Linked DNA regions of Pan troglodytes: region 2 is linked to region 1. A link is a contact called in public HiChIP or PLAC-seq data. All regions are on one chromosome and are shown on one strand. The core of a region is the stretch at or near the end of the contact, and the rest is flanking DNA. Distances in the headings are between cores, read along the strand shown.

The links. HiChIP or PLAC-seq counts read pairs in DNA pulled down with a chosen protein or histone mark.
Region 2: an H3K4me3 HiChIP or PLAC-seq map of stem cell-derived excitatory neurons shows a contact between it and region 1, with 3 times the contacts expected there. The contact joins the promoter of NTN3 here to the promoter of ECI1 in region 1. A contact is called at or near these places in 1 of 7 Hi-C or Micro-C datasets (stem cell-derived neural progenitor cells) and 1 of 1 datasets of contacts at active chromatin or transcription factors (stem cell-derived excitatory neurons).

The regions. Positions count from the first base shown.
Region 1 is chr18:4,861,174-4,868,891 of NHGRI_mPanTro3-v2.0_pri, forward strand. ECI1 (enoyl-CoA delta isomerase 1) reads right to left here and starts at 3,856. Exons shown (of 7, transcript XM_016928655.3): 1 at 3,731-3,856; 2 at 3,532-3,645. The coding sequence starts at 3,782. LOC107968667 (a long non-coding RNA gene) reads left to right here and starts at 3,639. Exons shown (of 3, transcript XR_008539907.2): 1 at 3,639-3,815. It overlaps RNPS1 (RNA binding protein with serine rich domain 1), which reads right to left. Exons shown (of 8, transcript NM_001279816.1): 8 at 5,330-6,281. The coding sequence ends at 6,182.
Region 2 is chr18:5,078,355-5,086,072 of NHGRI_mPanTro3-v2.0_pri, forward strand. NTN3 (netrin 3) reads left to right here and starts at 2,942. Exons shown (of 6, transcript XM_003314927.6): 1 at 2,942-6,649; 2 at 6,721-6,909; 3 at 7,006-7,155; 4 at 7,289-7,339; 5 at 7,450-7,524. The coding sequence starts at 5,722.

The sequences.
Region 1 (7,718 bases), core at 2,606-5,105:
TAAACTGCATGCTTTTTAAATTAACCATTCTCTCTCTATCATTTTTTTCTGAGACAGAGTCTTGCTCTGTCGCCCAGGCTGGAGTGCAGTGGCGCGATCTTGGCTCACTGCAAGCTCCGCCTCCCGGGTTCAAGCGATTCTCCTGCCTCAGCCTCCCGTGTAGCTGGGACTACAGGTACCTGCCACCACGCCTGGCTAATTTTTTTGTATTTTTAGTAGAGATAAGGTTTCACCATGTTAGCCAGGATAGTCTCAATCCTCTGACCTTGTGATCCGCCCGCCTCGCCTCCCATAGCGCTGGGATTACAGGTGTGGGCCACCACACCCAACCTCTGTATTATTTTTTTTGAGACTGTCTTGCTCTGTCGCCTAGGCTGGAGTGCAGTGGTGCAATCTTAGCTCACTGCAACGTCCACCTCCCGGGTTCAAGCGATTCTCCTGCCTCAGCCTCCTGAGTAGCTGGGACTACAGGTATGCGCCACTATGCCCAGCTAATTTTTGTATTTTTAGTAGAGATGGGGTTTCACCATGTTGGTTGGCCAGGATGGTCTCGATCTCTTGACCTCGTGAACACCTCGCCTAGGCCTCCCAAAGTGCTGGGATTATAGGTGTGAGCCACCATGCCCGGCCAAATTAACCATTTTCTATCTTTATTTTTTTTTGAGACAAGAGTCTCGCTCTGTTGCCCAGGCTGGAGTGCAGCAGCGCTATCTCGGCTCACTGCAACCTCTGCCTCCTGGGTTCAAGCCATTCTTCTGCCTCAGCCTCCTGAGAAGCTGGGATTACAGGACACACCACCATGCCTGGCTAATTTTTGCATTTTTAGTAGAGACGGGGTTTCACCAGGTTGGCCAGGCTGGTCATGAACTTCTGACCTCAGGTGATCCTCCTGCCTCAGCCTCCCAAAATGATGGGATTATAGGTATGAGCCACTGTGCTCAGCCTAAATTAGCCATTTTTAAGTAAACAAGTCAGGCACTTACACAATTCAGTATACTGACTGTGTTGTGCAACTATCACCGCTGCCTAGTTCCAGAACCTTTTCATTGTCCCAAAAGGAATCCTTGTCCCCATGAGCAGTTGCTCCCCATCCCACCCCCAGCTCCTGGAAGCCACCAATCTTCGTTCTGTGTCTGCAGTTTTCCTGCTCCGGCCATATTCCATATCACTGGGATACCGCCGGGCTTTGTTGTCGGCTTTGTCCACTTAGTATCATGTGTTCAAGGTTCATCCATGTGGTTGTCATTCCTATTTATTTATTTATTTATTTTATTTTATTAATTAATTTATTTTTGAGACAGATTCTTGCTCTGTTGCCCAGGCTGGAGTGCAGTGGCGCAATCTCGGCTCACTGCAAGCTCCACCTCGGGGATTCACACCATTCTCCTGCCTCAGTCTCCCAAGTAGCTGGGACTACAGGCGCCCGCCACCACGCCTGGCTAATTTTTTTTTTGTATTTTTTAGTAGAGATGGGGTTTCACCGTGTTAGCCAGAATGGTCTCGATCTCCTGACCTCGTGATCCGCGCACCTTGGCCTCCCAAAGTGCTGGGATTACAGGTGGGAGCCACCGGGCCCGGACTCAAAAACATGTTATCTTAAGGTATTGGAATGGGTAGTGTGGACTACACATTGTGAATATACTTACGGCCACTGGGTTGTACGTTGCAAAACGGCTAGAATGGTAAATGTGAGGCATATTTTAAAGATTTTTATGTACACACACACACACATTACCTCCAGTAAAAAAGGAAAAGTGTTCGTACAATGACAATTTTTTTACCCGAGTGCCTCCCCACTTTACCATATAAAAAGACAACGTAAGCCGGGCGCGGTGGCTCACGCCTGTAATCTCAGCACTTTGGGAGGCCGAGGCGGGTGGATCACGAGGTCAGGAGATCAAGACCATCCTGGCTAACATGGTGAAACCCCGTCTCCACTAAAAATACCAAAAAAAAAAAAAAATTAGCCGGGTGTGGTGGCGGGCACCTGTAGTCCCAGCTACTTGGGCGGCTGAGGTAGAAGAATGGTGTGAACCCGGGAGGCGGAGCTTGCAGTGAGCGGAGATCGTGCCACTGCACTCCAGCCTGGCGACAGAGCAAGACTCCATCTCAAAAAAAAAAAAAAAAAAAAGACAAAGTAGAGTTTGGAGGAGTCAGAAAGTCAGGCCTGACTGAGATTGCACTGAGCCAGAACCGCGCCATTGCACGCCAGCCTGGGCGACAGAGGGAGCCTCTGTCTCAAAAAAAAAAAATAATAATTTTTTTTTTGCATTTTGTTGAGATATATTCAAATATGCTACAGAAATGATCCCTTCAGAAACTCAGTTTTTACAAAAATTAGTGGGCGTAGTGGTGGGTCCCTGTCATCCCAGCTATTTGGGAGGCTGAGGAGGGAGAATCGCTTGAACCCAGGAGGCACAGGTTGCAGTGAGCCGAGATTGCGCCACTGCTCTCCAGTCTGGCGACTGGAGAGCAAGACTACATCTCCAAAAAAACAAAAAAAGTCAGTTTGAAGTTGGTCTTAGTTTGTCCCTCTCAGTTTGTAGAGAGAGCCCAGGCAGCTCCCTCAGCCCAGACAGAGAGGACGGAACCAAGTTCAGAGGCACCAGGAGCCTGGAGTCCTGAAGCTGTGCAAAGTTGGGCACAGCCCTGAGTCTGGGGGGTTGGGGAGGGCAGGGGCTGTGACTTACTTTCGGAGGGGCAGGGCCTCCTCTCAGGAGCCACAGCAGGGACTGCTGCACCAGGAGGTCCAGGTCAGCATGTCCTGGAAGCAGAACTGCTGGCGCCTAGGCGTGCCCTCTCGGTGCCCTCAGCTCGGCCTCCTGTCTGGAGGGAGCGCACAGGCTTCTCTTCCAAAAGTACTTTTTCTGTCCTTTCCAGTGGGTTTTACCAAGGGTTCTGACCGGCGGGTAGGTACGAGGTTCTGTGCCACATGGGAGTGTTAACAAACATAATTTTATTCCAAAAGATTCCAATTCTTTTCCACTTCCAATTGAATAACTTAGATAACAGCTCATATCCCCGCCAACTTTATTTTTATTTATTTATTTATTTTGAGACGGAATCTTGCTCTGTGGCCCAAGCTGGAGTGCAGCGGCACAATCTCGGCTCACTGCAGCCTCCACCTCCCAGATTCCAGCGATTCTTCTGCCTCAGCCTCCCAGGCATAGGCACGCACCACCACGCCCAGCTAATTTTTTTCTTTTGTATTTTTTAGTACAGATAGGGTTTCATCATGTTGGCCAGGCTGATCTCGAACTCCTGACCTCAGGTGATCCGCTCGCCTCAGCCTCTTAAAGTGCTAGGATTACAGGCGTGAGCCACCGCGCCCGGCCTCCGCCAACTTTAAAAACAGAAACTTTTATCTCATGACGAACGAACCCAGGTAGAGCGGCAAGGTTCTGTTTCGAAACTTGGGTTCTAAACACAAACCGAGCGTCGACAGACGTGGTTCTCCAACAGCGCCCCGCGAGGGCGGACTCCCGCGGGTCCTGACCCCACGCCCGCCCTCCCTCGGCGCCGCCCGCTCACCTGCGCCCGCGTCCGGCTCCACCAGCACCCGCCGGCTCCCGAAGCGCCGCGCGCCGTCTCCGCCGCCGGCCGCCCGCTCCGTCCGCCCGAGGGCCGCGCCCGGGAGCCGGGCCCCTGCGAAGGCAGCGTGGGGGAGCCCGTTAGTTCCCGGTCCTGGCCCCGGCCCAGGCCCGATCCCTGCCCACCCCGGGTTTCGCACCCGCGCGGAGCAGAACGCGCGCCGGGACTCGCACAGAAGCCACCAGCGCCATCTTGACCGCAACGCGCGGGATAAAGGTCGCGGGGTGAGCTCGCCTCCTGGGGAGGGGGCGGAGCCCCCCGCACTAGGCCCTGCCCCGTTCCCAGAGGCTGGTCAACGCCTCCACCTACCGGCCGAAACAGCCGCTCGCCGCCCTCCGGCTTCATCCCGGGCAGCCGCGCGCTTCCGGGGCAGGCACCTGGATCTGGGCCAGGGCTGGCCTACAGGGAGGCGCAGGCCCACTGCTGAAGCAGCCACGACCAGCTCAGCGCCAGGGCAGGCTCTTCTACAGCGCGGGACACTGTAGGCAAGAGGCTGCCGGTGTTCGTGACCGCGAGCTCTAGGCTGGGCCCAGCTACTGCAGTATCGGCGCTGGAAAGGCGATCAAAGCACTGAGCCCCACCCGAGGGGGCCGTCAGGGAGGCCAGGGACTGCCTGGGGTGAGCCCGGGCTCCTGCCCCTTTGGGAACAGGATCAGAGCTGCAGGTTTAGTCACCGAAATGGGGGTGGGGGCAGCAGAACCCAGCGGTAAGAACAGGCCACCCGCCTTGCTCAGCACAAGGGCAAGTGCACAAAGGCCGGACCGCAGTGGCACCTTTTTATTTGCAGAGAAATGCCGAAGGATAAGAATACAGTCTGTTCCCGCTGGGCCGTAAGCGGCAGCTCGGGAGTGGGCCTTTGTACTGTCTGGTGTGGGGTTTTGGTCCGACCACTGGGAGCACTGGGCAGTAAGGTCCCAGCTGTGTTGGGTGGTCTCAACTTTTGTTCTCATCTTAAGCATTTCCAATTCTTCCTTGTGTCCCAAACCAATTTTTGAGGTGGAAAAATGGCCACTTAACGGAGGAGGAAGCAAGCCTGGCACACACACCTGTAACCCCAGTGACTCAGGACCAGCTGGGTAACATAGCAACACCTTGTTGCTACAAAAAATTTTTAAAAATTAGCTCCTGCTGCTGGGCGCGGTGGCTCATGCCTGTAATCCCAGCACTTTGGGGGCCGAGGTGGGCAAATCATGAGGTCAGGAGTTTGAGACCAGCCGGGCCAATATGGTGAAACCCCGTCTCTACTAGAAATACAAAAAATTAGCTGGGCATGGTGGCAGGTGCCTGTAATTCCAGCTACTCAGGAGGCTGAGGCAGGAAAATCACTTGAACCCAGGAGGCAGAGATTGTAGTGAGCCAATATTGCGCCACTGCACTCCAACCCAGGCAACAGAGACTGTCTCAAAAAAAAAATTAAAAAATTAAAAAAAAATTAACCCCTGCTACTCTGGACACTAAAGCAGGAGTTGGAGGCTGTAATGAGCTATGATCGCACCATGGTACATACTCCAGCCTGGGTGACAGAGCGAGAGTCTGTCTGAAAACACACACACATTCCGAGGTGGCGATAAAACCATCTCCTTCTATTTGTCCACCCTAGGAGCAACCTGGTCCCCACAGCACACAAATTCTAGGTTCTCCTGGCTGAAAGCATCGGAGGTGCCGCTGTGGATGGTGAGGAACAGAAAGTTACTAGGGGCAAGGGGACAAGTGAGAAGGCAGTGAACCCAGTACTAGATTTGCATTCCGATCTTGGGTTTATTAAACACAATTCTTCCACTCTACACAACAAAGTACAAACACAATGTCATCTAAAATGCTACAAAGGTATAAAACTCAAAAGAGAAATTTTATAGTACTGACTGTACAATAAAAGCAAAAAAGAAAAAAAATAAAAGCAATGTACATGTTGCCAAGATAACCTGAAAGACCACCATGAAGGGCAGGCACAACCATGGCTGCGTGATGACCCCGCAGAGCTGGCTCTCAACTCACTCGCCAATTTCAGAGTACAGTGGTGGGGTGCGGTGTGTGCATCGGTGCACGGACAGACAGAACCATGAGCAGCAACTACCATGGGTGAGAGGATCTTTAGGGGGGATGTGACCCTTGAAGTCAGAAGAGGCCTCGAGAGGCCAGGCCTAACAGGGTTGGCAGCTGCACTAAAGCCTGGGGCAGCTCCCTTTCCAGAAGGACACTGCCCAGCAACAGCAAGGGCACGGCCTGGCCACCATCCCAGGTCATCGGGGAAGGGAAAAGTGTGCTCCCAGGTAAGCAGGGTCAAACCACCCCCAAGAGCCTCACTTGTCCCTGGTGGCTCTGCCACTGAACTGACTCTTAGAAACCGGAAACGGGTGAGCTTTCTAGCCAGAAAACCGGAGGGAATCTTGACAGGCACACAGCATCCAAACCAACAGCACTTCTGCAGCCGGAGCCCGGCTGGCAGAGGGGTGCTGCCTGCTGCCTGCTGCCTGCAAATCCTGCCAGAGTCAAGGGTTTGCTTTCCTACTGGTCTTCCTTTGGCTAGAAAAGTGACAAAACTGAGCTGGGTGGGGTATAAGTTACAGGGGCGAGAGCTTCAGTGGCCTGTTTATCGGGAGGAGTTGGAGCTGGAGCGGCTCCTGTGGCGGCGGCGGCCCGGGGACCGTGATCTCCGGCGCACGGGGGACCTGCGCCTCGGGGAGCGGGACCTGTGGGAAGAGGAGAAACCACATCAGAGTAGCTCAGGCTGTAGGGGCAAGCTAGCTTCTTTCTGGGCAATTCCCCACAGTTTTACTTTTTTGAGATGGAATATCACTCTGTCTCCAGGCCAGAGTGCAGTGGCACGATCTCAGCTCACTGCAACTTCTGCCTCCAGGGTTCAAGCAATTCTCCTGCCTCAGCCTCCCATGCAACTGGGACTACAGGCGCGCGCCACCACGCCCAGCTAATTTTTGTGTGTGTATATATATATATATTTGAGATGGGGTCTCACTCTGTTGCCCAGGCTGAGTGCAGAGGCGCAATCTCAGCCTCCCAGGTTCATGCCATTCTCCTGCCTCAGCCTCCCGAGTAACTGGGACTACAGGCGCGCGCCACCACGCCCAGCTAATTTTTGTGTGTGTATATATATATATATTTGAGATGGGGTCTCACTCTGTTGCCCAGGCTGAGTGCAGAGGCGCAATCTCAGCCTCCCAGGTTCATGCCATTCTCCTGCCTCAGCCTCCCGAGTAACTGGGACTACAGGCGCACGCCACCACGCACAGCTAATTTTTTTTTTTTTTTAAAGTAGAGACGGGGTTTCACCGTGTTAGCCAGGATGGTCTCGATCTCCTGACCTCATGTTCCGCCCACCTCGGCCTCCCAAAGTGCTGGAATTACAGGCGTGAGCCACCATGCAAGGCCTAATTTTTATATTTTTTGGACGGATGGGGTTTCACCATGTTGGCCAGGATGGTCTCGACCTCCTGACCTTGTGATCCACCCACCTCAGCCTCCCAAAGTGCTGGGATTACAGGCTATTGCTACCATGCGTGGCAAAGTTTTACTTTTTTTTTTTTTTTTTGAGATGGAGTCTCACTCTGTTGCTCAGGCTGGAGTGCAGTGGCATGATCTTGGCTCACTGCAAGCTCCGCCTCCCGGGTTCACGCCATTCTCCTGCCTCAGCCTCCCGAGTAGCTGGGACTACAGGCACCTACCACCACACCCAGCTAATTTTTTTGTATTTTTAGTAGAGACAAGGTTTCACTGTATTAGGCAGGGTGGTCTCCATCTCCTAACCTCGTGATCTGCCCGCCTCAGCCTCCCAAAGTGATTACAGGCCTGAGCCACCATGCCCGGCAGAAGTTTTACTTTTTAATACTAGAAGTTGGGACAGGTCCCACCTGATGGGCCTGCCCTGAGCTCTTGGGAACGGGTGCTTGTGAGACCCAAGGCAGAAGCCCAGGCTTTCCTCCTCTTCCCCAAAGGCTGAAAGCACAGCTCACCACCGGCAAGGGAAGGCCAAACTGTGGCCTCTGCCGAGGGATTACCACCCCTGCCCCACAACTCTTCTGACCCCCAACTTCTCCCTCTCCTAGTTCTTCTTGTTAGCTCAGAAAAAAGTGGGCCTGCACCTGGGCTCACAGGTCTAGTGGTCTCCTAGG
Region 2 (7,718 bases), core at 1,692-4,191, 220 kb after region 1:
TTGGGAGGCCAAGGCGGACGGATCATGAGGTCAGGAGATTGAGACCATCCTGGCTAACACGGTGAAACCCCGTCTCTACTAAAAATACAAAAAATTTAGCCCAGTGTGGTGGCATGCATCTGTGGTCCCAGCTACCTGGGAGGCTGAGGCAGGAGAATCGCTTGAACCCAGGAGGCAGAGGTTGCAGTGAGCGGAGATGGTGCCACTGCACTCCAGCCTGGGCAACAGAGTGAGACTCCGTCTCAAAGAAAACAAAAAAAAGTTAGCCGGCGTGGTGTGTGCCTGCAGTCCCAGCTACTCAGGAGGCCGACGCAGGAGAATCACTTGAACCTGGGAAGCAGAGGTTGCAGTGAGCCAAGATTGTGCCACTGTACTCCAGCCTGGGCGACAGAGCGAGACTCTGTGTCAAAAAAAAAAAAAAAAAAAAGGCAGGCACGGTGGCTCATGACTGTAATCCCAGCACTTTGGAAGGCCAAGGCAGGCGGATCACAAGGTCAGGAGATCAAGACCAGCCTGACCAACATGGTGAAACCTCGTCTCTACTAAAACTACAAAAAATTAGCCAGGCTTGGTAGTGCGCATCTGTCATCCCAGTTACTTGGGAGGCTGAGGCAGGAGAATCGCTTGAGCCCAGGAGGTGGAGGTTGCAGTGAGCCGAGATCACACCACTGCACTCCAGCCTGGGTGACAGAGCAAGACTCCGTCTCAAAAAAAAAAACCCTGCTGGCCACAGAGGCCATGGTGTTGGCCATGGCCAGTGCTCGTAGTGTTCTTTAAACGAACCTGCACTGAGGGCCCGAGGCATCCCAGACATTTTGGGAGCTGGGGCCAGGTGCTCTGTGTGGACAGTGCCGGAGCTCCACCAAGCGCTGCTCTGGGCAGGGACCTGCGACAGGGAGATGACCAGCCTCTTCACCAAGGTGCCCCCCCTGGACAGGGCAGCAGGACAGGAGGTGGATGACACCTGGAGAAAGCCGGGTCTTCTGAGAACCAGATGAAGCGTCGCAGGTAGGTCGTGCTTGTAAAGGGCCTTATAGTCCAGCGGGCCAGAAACACGCTCGGACCCAGAGTCCCGAGTTGAGGGCTGCTGGGGACCAGATGACAGAGACCAAGACAGGAAACCAAAAACCATGGTCCTCGTTGCATTGAGGGGGCACCTCCAGGGACAGGGCAGCTCCACCCCCTGCCACCGCAGCCTGGCAGCAGCCCCAGGGTCGCACCCCTTGTGCAGATCAGCCAGCCTCGCCCCTCCCGGCAACCCCATTGCTGCCTCCAGGCTTATGCCCAGGTGCCTCTATCTGCGGAGCCACTGACTCATTTGAAACCCCCAACCACGCTGCGACAGTACACCCCCGTGGCTTTCCAGAGCAGGTGGTCTCTACCTGACGTTATTTCACTGGCTGACTTGGCTCATGGCTCATCCCCCATGCCTACTGGATGTTTGCCTCAGGAGGACAGGGGTGCTATCCCCCCTACCCCGGCCAGGCCCTGATGGGAGCCAGACGTGCACTGACTCAATGATCCACCAATCCCGGGGGCCAACCCAGAGGACAGTGGTGTCCTGGAGCAGGGAGGCGGCCTAGGTAGCTTTGTGGGGGTCCTGAGGAGGCCCCAGCACAGGAGTCCAGGGCGGGAAAGACAAGCCGCCTCCTCGGACTAACGCCCGCCCACCCCGATTCCCCGCCAAAACCCAGAGGTAGCGGCTGACTCCTCGGGCTCCCGGCTGGCGTCACCGCCTCTGGAGCCAATGGGCTCTGACGTGGCGAGCCTGGAACGCCACTGGGACTGCGGCGGGCGTCCACACCACCCACCGAGCGCGGCCACCGCGTTGGCGGCATGAGCGCGCTGGAGCCTCCCCCAGCGGCGCCCGCCTCGCCCCCCGGGCCGGGTCTGGCGCACCCGGAACCCCCCGGGGCCCTGCGCGCCCTGCTCTTGGCCACCGGCGGCGCTGGGGGCTCGTGGCCTCGCTGCATTCTGCCGTTCGGTGCCGTGGCCGTGCTGGCTGGTGCGGCTGCCACGGCCATCACCTTCTCGCTGCGGGGACCCCGCCTGGACCTGGCCCAGGGCTCGTCGCTGGCCGCGCTCAGTGCGGGCCTGGGGCTTCTGACCGCCGCCTTCCTGTGCTGGCGCGCTCGGCGGAGGCGAAGGGCCGGGCGCAGGGAGCCGGGGGCGCCCTGAGCCGCGGGCGAGACCCCCTCCCATCGAGGTCACCGCGAGCCGGCCGCCCCGCCCTCCAACGTCGCCCCGGCCGGGCGGGCGCAGTGCCAAGCGCGGTCGCAGAGGCCGCCCCCCACACCCCATCCCCAAATCGTTTCTTCTGGAACCCTTTGCGCAGAGAAGGCCACCGGCCGTTTCCCTCCCTCCCTCTCTGCTTTCCCTCTCTTCCCTCCTCCGTCCAACGTCGCATTTCAGCTTTTGACTTGGCGCGCAGAGCTGGCGCGACCGCAGAGCGGCCTGGCTGGGCAGCGGTGTGCGAGGCTGGGGGATCGACCCGGCGCGAGGGTGCTGGGTGCAGGGCAGCGCGACGCGGGCTCGGCCACACCACCCGCCGTTGGGAGCCGGCGCTGTGTCTGCTCCTGGGCTGTCTGCCTTCGGAGCTCGGTTGGAAACCCCCCGAGGCATAATAGGCGCTCGATAAATGTGCAATAGGTGAACATGTGGTGGCTTGCAGGCGTCTGGGGGGAGACAGCAGGTTCTGGGCTGGGCAGGGAATTATTGGATCAACGGGCATCTTACAGGAAAGACTCTCAGCTCCCTGCCGCCTAGGACTGTCCAGCCCATCTATGCCCTCTCCCCAGCCTGTGCCCCAAAGCTGGAGCTGCCACTCTAGGGGTGAGGGGTGGGGTGGGGAGGGGGAGGCGAAGCACTGCGGCCTGAGTTGCAGGTGGGGGGAGGGGAGGCGGAGCTTCTTTGTTGCAGAAGGTGCCAGGAGGGGGCAGGGCCAGTGGAGAGGTGGGAGGTGGGAGAGGCCCCAGCCAGGGGCTGGGACAGGTGGCTGGGTCCCTGGGGAGCAATAAGTCCCGCTTGGGCGCTGTGGGGAGGCCCTTCCTAACTCCCAAACACCATCTGTGAGGGCTGGGGGTGGGGGCAGAGTAGCGTGTGCAGAGGACTGTTCCTGGGGAGAGGCCCTGTGACCAGCGGCCTCCTCCCTGGGGAGCTGGTGGTACAATGGCCCTCTGGGCCCACGGCCTCCCGCCGCTGCTGCTGACCCAGATGAACAATTGGGGCAGGGCTGAGCCCCAGGCACCTACTTTCCCCCACCCCAGAAGCCACCAGACGTTCTGCAGACCCCAGTCCTGGCTCACAGGGAAGCTGAGCTGGAGACAAAGCCAGCCCCTCTGATGAGGGTGGAAGAGGCTGCTGGCCACTGTCCCTCTTGCAGCCTGGCTGGCAGCCAGTCTGGCAGTGGCCCTGACGTCCAGAGACAGCTTGGGTTTCCCCAGAGGCTTGTCTCTGGCCAGTGGGACCCCTCTGTCAGGCCTGGGCTTTTCTCTCCACTGTCCCAGAATGATGATCTCAGCCCCCATAGTCCCCCCAGGGTTCCTCCCACCCTTAGGGTGGGGTGTCGGGGGGTGGGGGTTGGGAGCCAGAAGGACCTTGAAGAGGGTGGTTGGGACGTTTCAGGTTCTAAGCTTGACCCACAGAGCAGAGCGTGAGCCCCGTCAGGTTGAGGTCCCTCAACTTGTAAAGGACACAATTCCCATTTTCTTTATCAGGAAGCTGAGGGGCAGGGGCCCTGTGGCAGAGAGAGAGCCCCTTAGCCCTCTCTGTTCAGTCCTCCGGTGCCCCCATCTCTGTGCATCTGTGGCTGTCACATGCAGTTGTGTGGCAAGGAGAAGGTGCCCACCAGCCAGTGTCAGTTGCTCCAGGAGGCAAGCCAGGTGCCCTATCACCCTGTCTTCCCGTTCCTCCCCTCCATGGTCAGGCCCTCCTGCTCCCTCCTCTGGTCCTTCAGTTTCCCCTAGGAGGCTTCCGTGTCCTCCTGCCCCTCCTCTCCCAAACAGCGTGATGCGTCTGCCTCTCCATTCTCTTCCTCCTGGTCCTTGCTCATCTCTGGTTGTGTCCAGGGTAGCACCCACGTGGCCTCCGCCACCAGCTGCAGGCCTGGCCTCCCATCTGAAACGGGGCATTCAGGCCTCGATGCTGGCCCTGCAGGGAACTTGTTCCCTGCCCCTCCCTGGGATGCTTGGCCTCCTCTGTCAAGGACCTGAAAGTCGGAGGGGAGGAGGTTTCTCTGACCAGAGCTGTTCCTGGACCCTCTTTGGTGGTGTCGCTCCCAGGCACAGCTACCCCATCCCCAGCTAGTCCCCAGGCCACCCAGCTGGGCTTCTGCCTCAGTTTCCCTGCCCAAACGTGCTGTGACGTAGGGCAGTGGGCTCCGGGTTGCGACCAGCCCCTTCCCATGATTAAACCCTACTCCCTGCCCCTGCAGAGGGGTCCTCAACAGCTAACCAAGCCCCCGGACCCCAAGAAGCCACCCCATCCCACCCTCCAGCTTCCATGTCCTCCCTGCCAGCTGGGCCCATGGCAGAGGTGCAGCTAGAAACTTGCAGACCCAGGGAGCTTTGGGATCAGAATCTGGCCTGGTGCAGGGGATGCTGGCCTCATGTCTTAGCCCAGCTCAGGCCCATGGGGGTGCTCCCCTTCCTCAACATGGGCAGGAGACACTCCAATTTGTGCAGCTCTCGACTTGGGCCTGATACCACTTCAGACTCATCAAATCCAACAGCTTCAGAGCGCGTGCTGAGTAACAGGCATCTGGCAGGTGAGGAAACAGGAGCCCAAGACATGCAGCCAGAAATGGGGCAGTTGGATTCAAAATTAGACCTGACCGAATCCTGGGTTCCTTCTACTCGAGTAGATGCTGCTTTGGGGATGACCCTTCAACTGGTGGTTACTTGGCTTCCCTACCCGGGGAACATCCAGGGCCTCTGCTGTCAGACCCGGGGCCTTGCCTGCCTGATGGTCTTCAGGGAGGAGGCGACCCAGACCCCCGTCCAGCACGTGGCACAGCCCCAGGAGCAGTAAAGACCTGGCTGTGGGCCCAGGACCCTGCTGGGTGGTCCCCCACGGGCTGCGAAGGCTGAGCTGCCCCCCTCCAGACCCCTCCCGCCAGCGCATTCCTGGCTCCCCGGCCCCTCCCCTGGCTCCCGGGCCTCCCAGCCCCCTTCCCCGCTGGCCCAGCCCGCGTCTGAATCTGCTTCTGATTCCAACTCTGAGATGAGGCCCCCTCCCCTCCCTCCTTCCCGACCCGAGCAGCCCCGCCCCCGGCTGGGCCCGGGCTTGCGCCTGCTGCGCCCCCCACCCCCTCCTGGCACAGCTCGTCCGCCCTCGCTGCAGCCGGGAGGAGGCGGCGGCCCGTGCACCGCAGGCCCCGCCCGCCCACGGCCCTTCCCGGGAGGCCGGGAGACCTGCTCCGCCCGGCCCTCGGTGGGTGAGTGCGAGCGGCGGGTGGGGCCTCCGCGGGCGGAGGCACCGGGAGCGGGGGCGACGCCTGTCATCGCTCTAGGCCCAGCGGGAGGACGCGCCAACATCCCCGCTGCTGTGCTGGGCCCGGGGCGTGCCCGCCGCTGCTCCCACCTCTGGGCCGGGCTGGGGCCGCCCGGGGGCCCTGTTCCTCGGCATTGCGGGCCTGGTGGGCAGAGCCGCGGAGAGGGCTTCTTTTCCCCGAGGGCAGCGTCTTGGGGCCCGGCCACTGGCTGACCCGCAGCGGCTCCGGCCATGCCTGGCTGGCCCTGGGGGCTGCTGCTGACGGCAGGCACGCTCTTCGCCGCCCTGAGCCCTGGGCCGCCGGCGCCCGCCGACCCCTGCCACGATGAGGGGGGTGCGCCCCGCGGCTGCGTGCCAGGCCTGGTGAACGCCGCCCTGGGCCGCGAGGTGCTGGCTTCCAGCACGTGCGGGCGGCCGGCCACACGGGCCTGCGACGCCTCCGACCCGCGACGGGCACACCCCCCCGCCCTCCTTACTTCCCCAGGGGGCACGGCCAGCCCTCTGTGCTGGCGCTCGGAGTCGCTGCCTCGGGCACCCCTCAACGTGACTCTCACGGTGCCCCTGGGCAAGGCTTTTGAGCTGGTCTTCGTGAGCCTGCGCTTCTGCTCAGCTCCCCCAGCCTCCGTGGCCTTGCTCAAGTCTCAGGACCATGGCCGCAGCTGGGCCCCGTTGGGCTTCTTCTCCTCCCACTGTGACCTGGACTATGGCCGTCTGCCTGCCCCTGCCGATGGCCCAGCTGGCCCAGGGCCTGAGGCCCTGTGCTTCCCTGCACCCCTGGCCCAGCCTGATGGCAGCGGCCTTCTGGCCTTCAGCATGCAGGACAGCAGCCCCCCAGGCCTGGACCTGGACAGCAGCCCAGTGCTCCAAGACTGGGTGACCGCCACCGACGTCCGTGTAGTGCTCACAAGGCCTAGCACAGCGGGTGACCCCAGGGACATGGAGGCCATCGTCCCTTACTCCTACGCAGCCACCGACCTCCAGGTGGGCGGGCGCTGCAAGTGCAATGGACATGCCTCACGGTGCCTGCTGGACACACAGGGCCACCTGATCTGCGACTGTCGGCATGGCACCGAGGGCCCTGACTGCGGCCGCTGCAAGCCCTTCTACTGCGACAGGCCATGGCAGCGGGCCACTGCCCGGGAATCCCACGCCTGCCTCGGTGAGGCCTTGGAGGGTGGCCTGGGGACCTTGGACACAACCAGCCTGCCCCTGACCCATCCCTCCCTGCAGCTTGCTCCTGCAACGGTCATGCCCGCCGCTGCCGATTCAACATGGAGCTGTACCGACTGTCCGGCCGCCGCAGCGGGGGTGTCTGTCTCAACTGCCGGCACAACACTGCCGGCCGCCACTGCCACTACTGCCGGGAGGGCTTCTATCGAGACCCTGGCCGTGCCCTGAGTGACCGTCGGGCTTGCAGGGGTGAGCCCACCACCGGCCACCTGCAGGCCCTCACCCTCTGACTTCCCAGATCCCCAGACAGGCTTCTGACCAGGCCCTTCCCACCTCTGTCCTCAGCCTGCGACTGTCACCCGGTTGGTGCTGCTGGCAAGACCTGCAACCAGACCACAGGCCAGTGTCCCTGCAAGGATGGCGTCACTGGCCTCACCTGCAACCGCTGCGCGCCTGGCTTCCAGCAAAGCCGCTCCCCAGTGGCGCCTTGTGTTAGTGAGTGACCCTGCCCCACCTCAGCCACCAAGCCAAGGCCACCCCAGCTCCCTGCTGTTGTCCCGTCTATTCCCCGAGCCCTGCAGATCTCTCTGCCCCTCCATCGCAGGCCATTCTCCCTCCCTCTCTGCAGAGACCCCTATCCCTGGACCCACTGAGGACAGCAGCCCTGTGCAGCCCCAGGGTGAGTGGACACAGGACAGGGCCCCAGACTGGCATGACTTTGGGGGAGGGGGCTCTGGGAGGAGAGGGTGGGGAAAGGGAGTCTGTGCCAGCCTCCCACCTTCTACCCAGACTGTGACTCGCACTGCAAACCTGCCCGTGGCAGCTACCGCATCAGCCTAAAGAAGTTCTGCAAGAAGGACTATGGTAGGTGCCCTCAGGCCTCCCGCTGACCTTCCCACCTTCCTCCTCTCCCTACCTTCCCTCCTCCGCCAGCTTCCCCTTGGAACGCCTTGACCCTTGCTGGGCCCCAAGGCCCATCCTCATCCCTGAGGTCCTCCACAGGCAGCGACCCCGCCCCTTCAGCCCCCACTGTCCTCCTGGTGTCCTCCCCGTGCCTC